Regions from separate parts of the Macaca mulatta genome. Here region 2 is linked to region 1. A link is a contact called in public Hi-C data. All regions are on one chromosome and are shown on one strand. The core of a region is the stretch at or near the end of the contact, and the rest is flanking DNA. Distances in the headings are between cores, read along the strand shown.

Region 1 (6,093 bases), core at 2,961-5,460:
CTGCAGGATTTCTCAGAATCTATAAAAAGAAGAATGTAGAATACAGCTTTTCCCAAAGTCATTTGACCACAGAGCCCCTTTTTCATAAAACATAATAAATCCTTGCAGAATTACTGTCCCAAAAAACAGTGAGAGGAAAGTTGAGGTCCTGGGATGTTAAAATGAGACTCTTTGTGACTCAGCGTCAGCTAAACCCCCAAAGGGCAAGTGCAAGTTCACAGGCATCAGGTAATCTCCCCATGCTAAGACAAGGAAATGGCACCCGTTCTACCAGCTCCTGCCCATCTCCTACCTCCAGGCTGTGTAAGAAATTTCACGGGACTCATTTTGGGGATGGGTGCCTGGAGAGCAAGAATTCCTTTGGAAAGAATTTCCAGTGTACTGTGGCTCTTCTCCTCCCCTCTCCTCACTCCAAACCATTTGGTGAGCTGGGTATTTGGTGAGCTGGGTATTTGGTGAGCTCCATGTATTTCCTGGAATGTGGGAGGCTCAGGGACTGGTGTGTGATTTTCTCCAGGGTGACAAAATAGAGGAAGCCGTTTAGATTCAGAGTTGGGAGAGAGGGACAAAGGAAGAGAGGGGAAAGGGAGAGGAGAGGAGGGGGAGGTGAGGGAGAACGAGAAGAGGAGGGAAGTGGGAAGAGAAGGGGAGGGGAGGAAAGGGGAGAGGAGGGGAGAAAATAAAAGCGGAGAGGAGGGAAAGAGGAGGTGAGAGGGAAAGGGGAGAGGAGAGGAGGGGGATGGAGAAGGGAGGGGTATTTGTCCTGCAGTTGCTTTGCTGGAGATAGACAAGATAAAATCTCTTCAAAGGTTGCTGGCTGAAATGGGCTGTAGTCAAAGGGACACGCAGAAGATCCGGGCACCCTGTATGGGGTGGAGGCCCGGGCAGAAGTTACAAGGCCAACTATGGAATTTTGATCCTAGATCCCCTGCAGGAAGACCTCCTAGGAACCACAAAAGCCCCCATAAGAGAGAGTTCCAACAATCAGGCATCTTCCACACCAAAAGCCCAGATCACAATTTCACCAGCCAAATATGACTGTGCCCATTTCTCCAGGTGGGCCAGCCCCTGCAGATGTTAAAAATAGCTCTAGAGGATGGGGAGGTCATGAGGATAAGGAGGAGAAAGAAGAAAGAAAATAGAGAGGAAACCCCTAACCATGCTTCCCTTTCCTGGCAGGTTCCTAGTCTACAGCAGGCCTGAGTGTAGAAGAGGGGAAACTGTGCTTGTAATTTTGTTGAATTTTTGATATTATGCTGGGCTTGACTTTTAAATATCTGTGAAAATTGACTGTTACCAGATAGTGACTGAGAGAGCTGTGAGAACTGTCTGAAGTTTTCATCCCAGGAGAAGGGAAGGAATGAGCTGGCATTGTGGGTTTTCAGCAGGAGCCATTGTGAGAAAACTATTTATGCTTTAATTTTGCACCCTAGGGAGCTCAGCATTTCAAAACTGGCTTCGCAGGTGTAAAAGCCAATTACCAAACAATAGCATGAATGCACCTGCAGTTAATCTGATTCTGTCTTGAAGGGGACTCAGAGGGTTGATAAAGCTATGTGTCTTCACAAATGAGCAGGAGGGCGGGAGTGCACTGGTGAGGCCTGGACACTCGTCACAGTCAAGTGTGAGGACAAGCTTGCACCGCATATCCCCCACCAGTTCTGTGCATCCCTGGAGAGCCTCTGTGGCCCTGGGACTCTGATCTCCTCTGTACCATGAGGACAGAAGCAATCTTGATGCTGTTCAACCAAAATCCTGTGGTTCTCTCTGGTGCCCAATAAAATCATCATCAAGTTTGAAATAAGCAAACAAGTCTATTACTGACTAATCAAATGAAATTTACCATCTACTCACCTTTTCTTCAGCTATGTCAAGGAAGGCCCCAGACCCTGAGCCGCTGTCAGTAATGGGGTCACCATCCACAGAATGAATCCCCTCCAGTGTGTCATTCAGGATCTCACCAGACCCTACAGGAAGCAGGCATTCTGCTATCAATAACTACATTTTGCAGTTTTGGAAAAGAACGAGGTATCTCTTCACCAACTAACTTGGAAAGATGTTCAGATACCATGACACAGAGTCAAGTGGCAGAAAAAAAAAAAAAAACAAGTTGCAGAACAACATACATGGCAAGGCATGTGTGGTTTTCATTCCAAGCTCTGGCACCACCTGCAGGCAAGTCGCTCAACCTCTGCCTCATGTTCCTTATCTAGAAATGGGGAATTACAATAATTCCTACCTCATAGGGTTGCTTTGAGTACTATGTGTCACAAGAACTAAGTAAGCTAATGCAAATAAAGCATTGAGGACAGCCCCTGGCATATAGTAAGCAATTGACAAATGTTCATTGTTGATATGATTTTATGTGTGTAAAATAGAATGAGTATAGATGTCTTATCATTATTATATATATAATATTCATGTTATGTAATGATTACTATATGACGTATATAATATATACATATATATGTATATGTATGTGCTTATATATTTATATACTTGGCTAAACCACAGTGTTTAGTACTGATATTTTCCAGAAGATAGGAGTTTAAGAAGAGGAAACTATTATTTTTCCGGTTTATACAACCGAGCATTAATTTAATCGTTCCCACATGCATATATTTCCTTTGCAATTTAAAAAGCAGCCTGGAATCAGAGGCCGAGGTGGGCAGATCACTTGAGGTCAGGAGTTCGAGACCAGCCTGAGCAACACGGAGAAATCCCATCTCTACTGAAAATACAAAAATTAGCCAGGTGTGATAGCACATGCCTGTAATCCCAGCTACTTGGGAGGCCGAGGCAGGAGAATCACTTGAACCCAGGAGGCAGAGGTTGCAGTGGGCAGAGGTTGTAGACCTGAGATTGCACCACTGCACTCCAGCCTGGGTAACAGAGTGAGATTCCATCTCAAAAAAAAAAAAAAAAAAAAGAAGAAGAAGAAGAAGAAGCAAACGGAGTTTTGAAACAAAGAAAATTATTCATTGGCCAGGCATGGTGGCTCATGCCTGTAATCCCAGTATTTTGGGAGGCTGAGGCAGGAGGATCATTTGAGCTCAGGAGTTCAAGACCAGCCTTGGCAACATAGCAAGACCCCATCTCTACTAAAATTAAAAAAAAAAATTAGCCAGGCATTGTGGCATGTGGCTGTAGACCCAGCTGCTCAGGAGCCTGAGGAGGGAGCTCATGTCTGGGAGGTTAAGGCTGCAGTGAGCCATGATTGTGCCACTGCACTCCAGTCTGGGTGACAGAGCAAGACCCTGTCTCAAAAAAAAAAAAAAAATGCGCTACCATAACTGCATGCCTATTATGGCTGGGCCAATGCCAAGATTGTCCCATGCAACCCTCCTGCTGGCCCACCTGTCCTGCCCACCGGGACCCCTCCCACCACCTTCCTGCAGGTGGGCAGATCCCACTATCACCCTGTAACAGGTGTTAGTGGAAATCCCACTATCACCCTGTAACAGGTGTGTCCTGCCAGACCCACACATTAACACCTCAGTATTATTAACCCTGGGAATGAGACTGAGGCTGGGAAGGGCCCTGAAGCCAGGTCAGCCTGTCCCCGGGCCAGGCCCTTCCCACACACGCTGTGCTCACGCAGGTCCCATGGTCACAATAACTCTGGGGGAGGTGTGAAATCCTCCAAAGGACTCTGCCCTGCTACCCACTCCTGTCCCATCCTGTGATGGAAGCGTGGTCGAGCACGCTCGTCCTCCCCGCTCTGACCACCAGGGGGTGCCGTGCAAGCAGCCGATTGCCTGGTCTCCACCGCCTGACCCCTGGGACGAAGGAGGTGGGGTGGCCCCTTCCACGGGCCAAAATGGCGTCAGGGAAGCTCCGAATGCAAATATTAGGGGCTTTGCTTAGCCAGGGCTTTCTCCCACCGTCCGGGCTGTCTACACATCAAGAAGAAAAGGACAATTTGGCTAGCTCCGTTGCTTTCGACTGAGTGTGGCTGATACCGGGAACAGGCGAGCTGCATTGGGATTAGAGCCCAGTCCCCACGTGGACCTCATCTCCTCAGTCTAGGAAAGTCCTCGCCCCAGCCCCTTCGCCTTACCCCCTTGCTCAGAGATCCTAATTCCACCCCTGAGAAAAGCATTCGCAATTCAGAAACCACTTCCACAACCGCGGCCAGATTCAGCCCTCTCATCCACCCGGTAGCGGGGATTGTTCACGCTCCCAGAGGATGGCTAAGGAATCTGAAGCTTGGAAACTGATCAGCAACTTGCCCCAGGCCGACAGCAAATAGGGAGCTAGGCAGGGCCTCCTTCCAAGCTGTCTGACTCTCCCCAGCAGGCAGTATTTCCACAGCAACACCCAGCCTCCTTGGCTCTGTCATGACGTTATTAAATTATCCTACAATGTTTTCTCTTCAGTTCTCTATACCTTCTCTGACCCACAGACTCCCCAAATTTAGTTGTTAAAATAACACTCATTAACTGATGACCGAACCAAAAAGAATAGTGATACATATTATTGTAGAAGACTTGTATTAATAAAATACAGAAGTACAATAAAGTAAAAACCATCCATAATCCTACCACTCAGAGATAACTGCTTATAACATTTTGATGAATATTACGTCTAATATGTGATGTATCTAATACATACACACATCACTCTACATAGCTATATGTAAATAGATATAAATAACATATTCAAAATTAGGGTCATAGACACATAGTTTTGGAATTTGCTTTTTTGGTGGACTATACCACGAGCATGTCCCTGGGTCATTAAATCAGATCTGTATCACCAATGTCAGGGCTGTATGTATGAATGAAATAGAATTTGCTCGACCAATCCCTACTGTGGGCAGTTTGGGTTGTTTTTGTTCCTGAGAACAGTGCTGCCAGGAATGACCGTGTACTTACATCTTCAGTCTGAAGTGACGGCCCCTCTGAGAAATGACAGTAACCACAAGCGATCTCAGGGCTTGGGCATATGCCAAGCTAGTGCTTGGGGATAGTGTTCGATGCCTGGGCTTTTGCCAGTGCTCCTCCGCATGGGTAGGGGGACAAGAGACAGGGGCCAGAACCCTGGATGGGCAGCCAGGGGACCAGCTCTTCTCCTAGGGACTGCTGCTGCCTTGCTGAGTAACCAGCCCCTCTCTGGCCATCAGTTTCTCACTTGTGCCACACAGGAGTTTAGCTGATCCTCTGAGAGTTGGGGAGTTTGTGGCAAAAGTCAGAAAGGGTTGGGACTCTGGACTTAGCTTTTCCAAGTGTTGGTTTTTCCACCTATAAAATAGTGGCTAGTGCTATTGAGTAGGCGGTATGCTGTCAGTGTTGGAGACAAAATATCCAAACACTTGGCACACCGTAGGTATTCAACAAACAGCAAGGATTATTACAAACTTTTCTGTTAAACCCCAGAAGGGGTAGAGTCTGGGAGTCAGAAGCTCCAGATCTGGGGGTTAGAAGCTCTGCTATCTGAGATCAAATGCCAGCTCTGCCATCCACAAGCCGTTTGCTCCTGGCTGGGTTACTTAACTTCTCTGTGGCTCAATTTCCTCATCTTGCCTGTAAAATGAGGGTGGTTCTCACCCTTTCTTAAAGGGTTGAGGGGAAGGTTAAATGAGATTCTGTATGTTACATATGTGGCCCCGGCTGGACACATAGTAATCACCCAATAAAAGGCCACTATGTAGGCATGTGCATCCGGACTTGCCTTGTTCGGGGCTGCTGTGCTGGATGATGCTCATGTTGGTGGTTTCCGGGGTCCCCTCAGGTACAGGTTCACCGGAAAGTTCCATGTCCTCAAAGGGGGAGGATGGAGTTGGAGGTGTGTTTATGGGTTCAACTTTTGCTTCTTTGGGCTGAAGGGAGGAAAAATGAGACGCAAAATGATGTACTTGGCAGTAAAGCAGAAGAAGTGACAGTGAATATCATTGGAGAAAATAATATAGCCACAAGATGCTGAATAAACCAAGGGGAAAGCTTGGCCCCGCTTGGTGTCTACCTGGGCAATGGCTGTACCTCCCAGGGCCTGAAAGAGGTGCCTACTAGAGGTCATTAGATTCTGTTCAGTTGACAGTCAGACTATTCATCTCAGCCAAAACTCTCTGAGCACAGGGATCATATTTCCATG
Region 2 (6,352 bases), core at 87-2,586, 130 kb after region 1:
CGAACTCCTGACCTCAGGTAATTCACCCGCCTCAGAATCCCAAAGTGCTGGGATTACAGCTGTGAGCCAACTCGCCCGGCCACTTTTCAATTTTAGATGATTATTCTTGACTTCCTATTATGGAAAATGAAGGTTTGGGGTCTCACACCATTTTTGTTTCTCTCTCTCTCTCTCTCTCACACACACACAGACACACACACACACACACACACATGCACGCAGCCACTCCTCACCCCACAGCTTGCCAATGTTTTACTACCCTCACAGCATCTGGGGTCAGCCTGAGCTGGCCTGGACCTCTCTGCAAGGATACAGAAGAGAGTCTTGATTTTTGGTTACATGCAGCAGATATCGTCCAAACCTCTGTCTTCACTCACTCCCAGAATCCCAGTGAAAACCACACCCCACAATAAAGAAACTAGGGCTGCTTAGCCTGGAGCAGAGTAGATGCAAGGCCATATCCTCGCTCTCCTTGACCTTCTGAGGGTGTCCTGGAGCAGAGAGAGCAAACACACTGGGTGGCTTCAGAGGGATCCCAGAGCAATAAGGGAAGTTGCAGGGAAAGTGATTCCCGCTTCGTCAGGAAGCCACCCAAGAACAGAACGAGGTGGCTGTCGAGTAAGTGGCAGTGGACAAGCTAGGGTTGGCTGACCGTGTATTGGAAACGTGGAGGAGGGATTTCTGCATTCGGAAAGAGTTGAGCACGTGACTTCTAAAGTCCCTTCTAGGTCTATAACCCGGTAATTTGCTTGTTAAAATAACCATTGGTGGCCAGGCGTGCTGGCTCATGCCTGTAATCCCAGCACTTTGGGAGGCTGAGGCAGGCAGATCACCTGAGGTCAGGAGTTCAAGACCAGCCTGGCCAACGTGTTGAAACCATGTCTGTACTAAAAATGCAAAAATTAGCTGGGCTTGGTGGTGGGTGCTTATAATCCCAGCTAGCTGGGAGGCTAAGGCAGGAGAATTGCTTGAACTCAGGAGATGGAAGTTGCAATGAGCCGAAATAGTGCCACTGCACTCCAGCCTGGGCAAAAGAGTGAGACTCCATCTCAAAAATAAACAAATAAATAAATGAAAAATAACCATTGGCAATTAGAATCCAGTGGTGCTTTGCAATCATGCTTGAGTTAATAACTCGAGCCACCCAATAGACACACCCATTCTGGCAATTTCTTTATAGGATGCTGAAATAACTGTCTTAAGAGTCTCATGAGCAATCTGTTCCACTGACCCTTACCTCATAAAAGAAAGGATTCGAGATGATTCACAGAGGAATCATGAAATGGCGATTGAGACAGAACTCTCTATCCCCTGGGTATTAAGCACACTGGAGATGGATAAGGGCTGGATGGAGCAATCACAGTCGATTTGGCCACTGCCTGTGGACCTCTGACTGAGCAGCAGGAGCGTCAAAGAGGGAAACTGAAGAAATACCTCCCACCTCCCTCCCGTTTAAAAGAGAAAGAGGGCAGAGTGTGACATCGCAAGGATGAAATTCCACCTGGACAGCTGCATGTGGAGGAGCATGTTTGGTCCACACGCAACTCTGAACTTGGAGCCCTGTCCCTAGCTCTTCTCCCTGACTTGACACTTTTGAAAGAAATGTGCTTGCCCAGAGATATAAATCAGCTATAAACTCCTGCACTCTCCAAGCGGGACAGACTCTCATTAACTGTCAGGTTGTAACTGGCAGTGTTGTGTAAATGGATTAAGAGTGATCAGGGAATACGAGCTGCCTGACTTGGGCAGGCCCTCTCCTCCCCTCCCAGAGAGAGGAAGACAGAGCTGTTTGAGCTCTGGAGCAAGACTAAGTGCAAATCCCAGCCCTGCCACTTATTATCTGTGGAACCTTAGACCAGTTCCTTAGCCTCTCTGAGTCTCAGTGTCCTTACCTTTTAAAGCAGGGGTAGTGGGTGGGAGGTGGAAGTTTTTTAATTTTGAGAATTAAAATAGCTCATTTATATGAAATGCTTAGAAAAGTGCCAAACACATCGTATTATTATTATTATTATTATTATTATTATTACCAGCAGCTGCAAACAGAAGGTAGCAACCTTCAGCTAACTGACTTCATAAGATCAAACAAAGTATTTGTTTAAAAAAAAAAAACCTTGAAAGTTGTGTATAGGTGTGAGAAATTTGGTGTGCAGTGTATTAAACCTCACAAACATTAGGAGACTGTAAGAGGCCAGTATTTCCAACTTCACTAATTAAATAAATATCGTGGCTATGATACACCAAGCTGTGCGGCAAAGTCTCTAGAACTTTTTGTCAAGATAGGAAATGAATTTGACTTTAAGATGTAATATAATGTAATACAGCAAAGCCAATTGTTGAAGATACAATTTTTAAAAAGAGGGAGAGAGTACCACTGTAACACTTTAAGAAAAGTGACACACCCACTTCGAACACATTTAGAACACTGACTACCAGGCAGAGTGATGGGAATCGGTCCCTGACTTGCTGCATGGTATCCGGCAAACCCCTCCCCTCCCTGGCTTCAGTTCCCCATCAGCTACATCTGGCACTACATGGTCTCTGGGAGCCTTCCGAGCCTGCCATCCCGGGATCTCTGACTTGGAGGATTTTTAGACCAAAAGACTTGGTCGCCAGGAAAGCACTGTCATGTTTCCTGAGCCGACAACACCATCTAGTGTGTGTGTGCAAGGAAAACACGACTGCCTGGCCAACCGGGTGCTTGCTCCTCGCTGTCTCATTCTCACGTTAATATCTTGCTACCCAAAATATGGTCCACAGACCAGCAGCAATTGCATCACATAAGAGCTTAGGGGACATGCGGAATCTCAGACCCCATCCTAGACCTACTGAACCTGAGTTTTTGTTTTTAATTTTGAGATGGAGTCTCTCTCCCAGGCTGGCGTACAATGGCTCGAACTAGGCTCACTGCAACCTCTGCCTCCTGGGTTCAAGTGATTGTCCTGCCTCAGCCTCCTGCGTAGCTTGAAATTACAGGCATGTGCCACCACACCTGGCTAATTTTGTATTTTTAGTAGAGACTGGGTTTCACTGTGTTGGTGAGGCTGGTCTCGAACTCCTGACCTCAAGTGATCCATCCACCTTGGTCTCCCAAACTGCTGGGATTACAGACGTGAGCCACCACACCTGGCCTGAATCTGCCTTTTAACAAGATGCCGGGGGATTCCCACCATGCACATGAAAGTGTGAAAAGCACTGTCTTAATAGGACGAGAAAAGGGAAGTAGGTTAGTGACGGAAATTTAAGTTGAACAGATATTCAACCTATAAAGAAATCCAGAACTGGCCCCTAGAAATAAAACAAATCCTTTCCAACAGACATCCTGTCACATGACAAAGATTCCATTTCTTGGGAGTTTTTGGAAGTTTTCAAAACAGAATCTTCTTGAATGGTGAGTATCTGATGACAGCGATGGTTGTTCCTGAGCCCAAGTTTCCAATGCACCTGCATTGTCTACATTGCTATTTACGTAATAATCCCACCAATGAGTCTCCGTTTCCAGGAATTCAGCATGAACTCGGCCACTCTGAGCTCCTAGCGGCCACACTCAGGTCGAAGCCACGTGGCCCTGTGACAACATGGCAGCTCACTTCTTCAAAGCCAGCAGCAGACACTCTCAACAGGTGGACTCTAGGAGCTGAGGTTCTCAGTCCTACAACCACAGGGAATGAATTTTGCCAAAAAACAGTGAGCTTGGAGGAAGACACCAAGGCTCAGATGAGACAGCAGTCCCAGCCGACACCCTGATTTCAGACTGCAAGATCCAAAGCTGAGACCCCAAGTTGAGCCAAGCAAGCCCCGATTTCTGACCTACGGGAACTGTGAGATAATAAATGGGTATTTTCAGCTGCTGCATAGCAATAGAAAACTAATACAGATTTCAGTGCCTGGAAGTGAGACATTGCTGTAACAAATACCTAAAATGAAGAAGGCTGGAGGGATTTTGAGGAGCATAATAAAGCCTGCATCTCCTTGTGGAAATGTGGATGGTTGCTTTGGGAGGCCGAGGCAGGAGGATTGCTGGAAGACAGGAGTTCAAGACCAGCCTGGGCAACGAAGTGAGACTCTGTCTCCACAAAAAATAATTTTTAAAAATTAGCCGGGCCTGGTGGTGCGTGCCTGTACTCCCATGTACTTGGGAAGCTGAGGCAGGAGGATCACTTGAGCCCAGAATTTGAGGCTGCAGTGAGTTAAATTGCACCACTGCACTCCAACCTGGGCAAAAGACTGATGTTCAGGATGTGGCAATAAGAGGAAGGAAGTGAGGAACATGCTATTGGAAACTGGAGGAAGGGGATCTTTGCTGGATAGTGGCAGGAAGCTTAGCAAAATTGTCTCCTGCAATGCTCAACATCACTAATTATCAGGGAAATGCAAATCAAAACCACGATGAGCTATCATCTCACCCCAGTTAGTATGGCTATTATCAAAATGACAAAGAAATTAACAAACGCTGGCAAGGATGCAGAGAAAGAGGAATGCTTATACACTGTTGGTGGGAATGCAAAGTAGTACAACCATTATGGAAAACATCACGGAGGTGCCTCAAAAGTCTAAAAATGGAACTACTACATGATCCAGCAATCCCACTGCTGGGTACATATCAAAAAAAAAAAAAAAAAAGGAAATCAGAATATCGAAGAAATACCTGCACTCCCACATTTATTGTAGCACTATTTACAATAGCCAAAATATGGAATCAACCTAAGTATTCATCACTAGATGAATGCATAAAGAAAATGTGGTTTATATATACAATGGAATACTATTCAGCAATAAGAAAGAAGGAAATCCTGTCATTTGCAGCAACATGGAGGTCATTATGTTAAGTTAAATAAGCCAGGCAAAGAAAGGCAAATATCACATGTTCTCACATATAGGTGGGATCTAAAAACGTGGGGCCAGTCACAGTGGCTCATGCCTGTAATCCTTGCACTTTGGGAGGCTGAGGCGGGTGGATCACCTGAGGTCAAGAGTTTGAGACCAGCTTGGTCAACATGGTGAAACCCCATCTCTACTAAAAATACAAAAATTAGCCAGGCATGTTGGCAGGCACCTGTAATCCCAGCTACTTGGGAAGCTGAGGCAGGAGAATCACTTGAACTCAGGAGGCAGAGGTTGTAGTGAGCCGGGATCAGGCCACTGCACTCCAGTTTGGGCGACAGAGGGAGACTCTGTCTCAAAAAACAAACAAACATACACCACTGGATGCAGTGGCCCACGCCTGTAACCAGCACTGTGGGAGGCCAAAGCGGGAGAATCACCTGAGGTCAGGAGTGCAAGACTAGCCTGACCAACATGATGAAACCCTGTCTTTACTTAAAATACAAAAATTAGCTGGGCATGGTGGTGGGCACCTGTAATCTCAGCTACTCGGGAGGCTGAGGCAGGAGAATCTCTTGAACCTGGGAGGCAGAGGTTGCAGTGAGCTGAGATCAAGCCATTGCACTACAGCCTGGGAGACAGAGTGAGACTCTGTCTCAAAAAATGATAATAATAAATAAAATAAATAAATAATTAAAAAATGGATCTCACGGAGGTAGAGACTAGAGTGAGGATTACCGGAAGCTGAGAAGAATAGGGGGACGGAGAGTGAAGTGAAGGTGGTTAAGGGGTAAAAAAAATACAGTTAAATGTAAGGAACAGTTTCTAGTATTCAATAGTAGAGCAAGGAACTTATAGTTAACAATCATTTATTGTGTATTTAAAAATAGCTAGAAAAGAAGACTTGTACTGTTCCCAACATAAAGAAAAGATAAATGTTTGAGGTGATGGAGATATGCTAATTACTCTGATTTGACCATTACACATTGTATACAGTTATCAAAATATCACACCTAACCCGCAAATATGTACAACTATTACATATCAATGAAAATAAATATTTTTAAAAATTTAAAAATTGTCTCCTGAAGTTATGTGGAAAGCAGAACTTATAAAAGATGAACCATCTATTTATTATTAATTTTAAGTACAGTGTGTGGAAGTAAGGGATGAGCCTTGTTGTGCAGCAAAAGATTTTCATCCAATATTGCCAATGCTGCTTGGTTTCTCCTTGATGCTTAGAGTAAAATGTGAGTGAAGCGAAAGAGAGAGACAGAGACAGAGGAAAACCATGGCACAAAAATGAACTAGGACTGAACTGTTTAGAAAAAACTCCACCTCTCCAAGTGTCAAAAGGTGCTAAAAGTCAATGGCTGTGGAAAATGTGACATAGAGAAGAGGCTGAGTGTGTGGCTGTACAGCCTTTGGCTAGAACCTCAGAGTAAAAGATCAAAAGGTCAGAGTACTCAGTCCCACAAAGGGCTCTTTTAAGAGATGAAGGGTATGTGCGTCTCACAGATCTTCTCAACTC

What was found. Hi-C and Micro-C count contacts between places; a contact is called where the count stands out from the background.
Region 2: a contact with region 1 is called in a Hi-C map of fibroblasts, with 3 times the contacts expected there. The contact joins two enhancer-like sites. A contact is called at or near these places in 4 of 14 Hi-C or Micro-C datasets (blood, cortical neurons, fibroblasts and 1 more).

The regions. Positions count from the first base shown.
Region 1 is chr15:59,407,036-59,413,128 of T2T-MMU8v2.0, forward strand. It overlaps COL15A1 (collagen type XV alpha 1 chain), which reads right to left. Exons shown (of 43, transcript XM_077965657.1): 7 at 5,674-5,821; 8 at 1,855-1,967. Among named protein-coding and RNA genes, the nearest start is that of COL15A1, 55 kb to the right of the region's middle. Within about 2 kb of position 4,211, at least 5 of the 40 cell types and tissues checked have an H3K27ac peak or open chromatin away from gene starts, as enhancers often do.
Region 2 is chr15:59,544,410-59,550,761 of T2T-MMU8v2.0, forward strand. No RefSeq gene overlaps it. Among named protein-coding and RNA genes, the nearest start is that of GALNT12, 53 kb to the right of the region's middle. Within about 2 kb of position 1,337, at least 3 of the 40 cell types and tissues checked have an H3K27ac peak or open chromatin away from gene starts, as enhancers often do.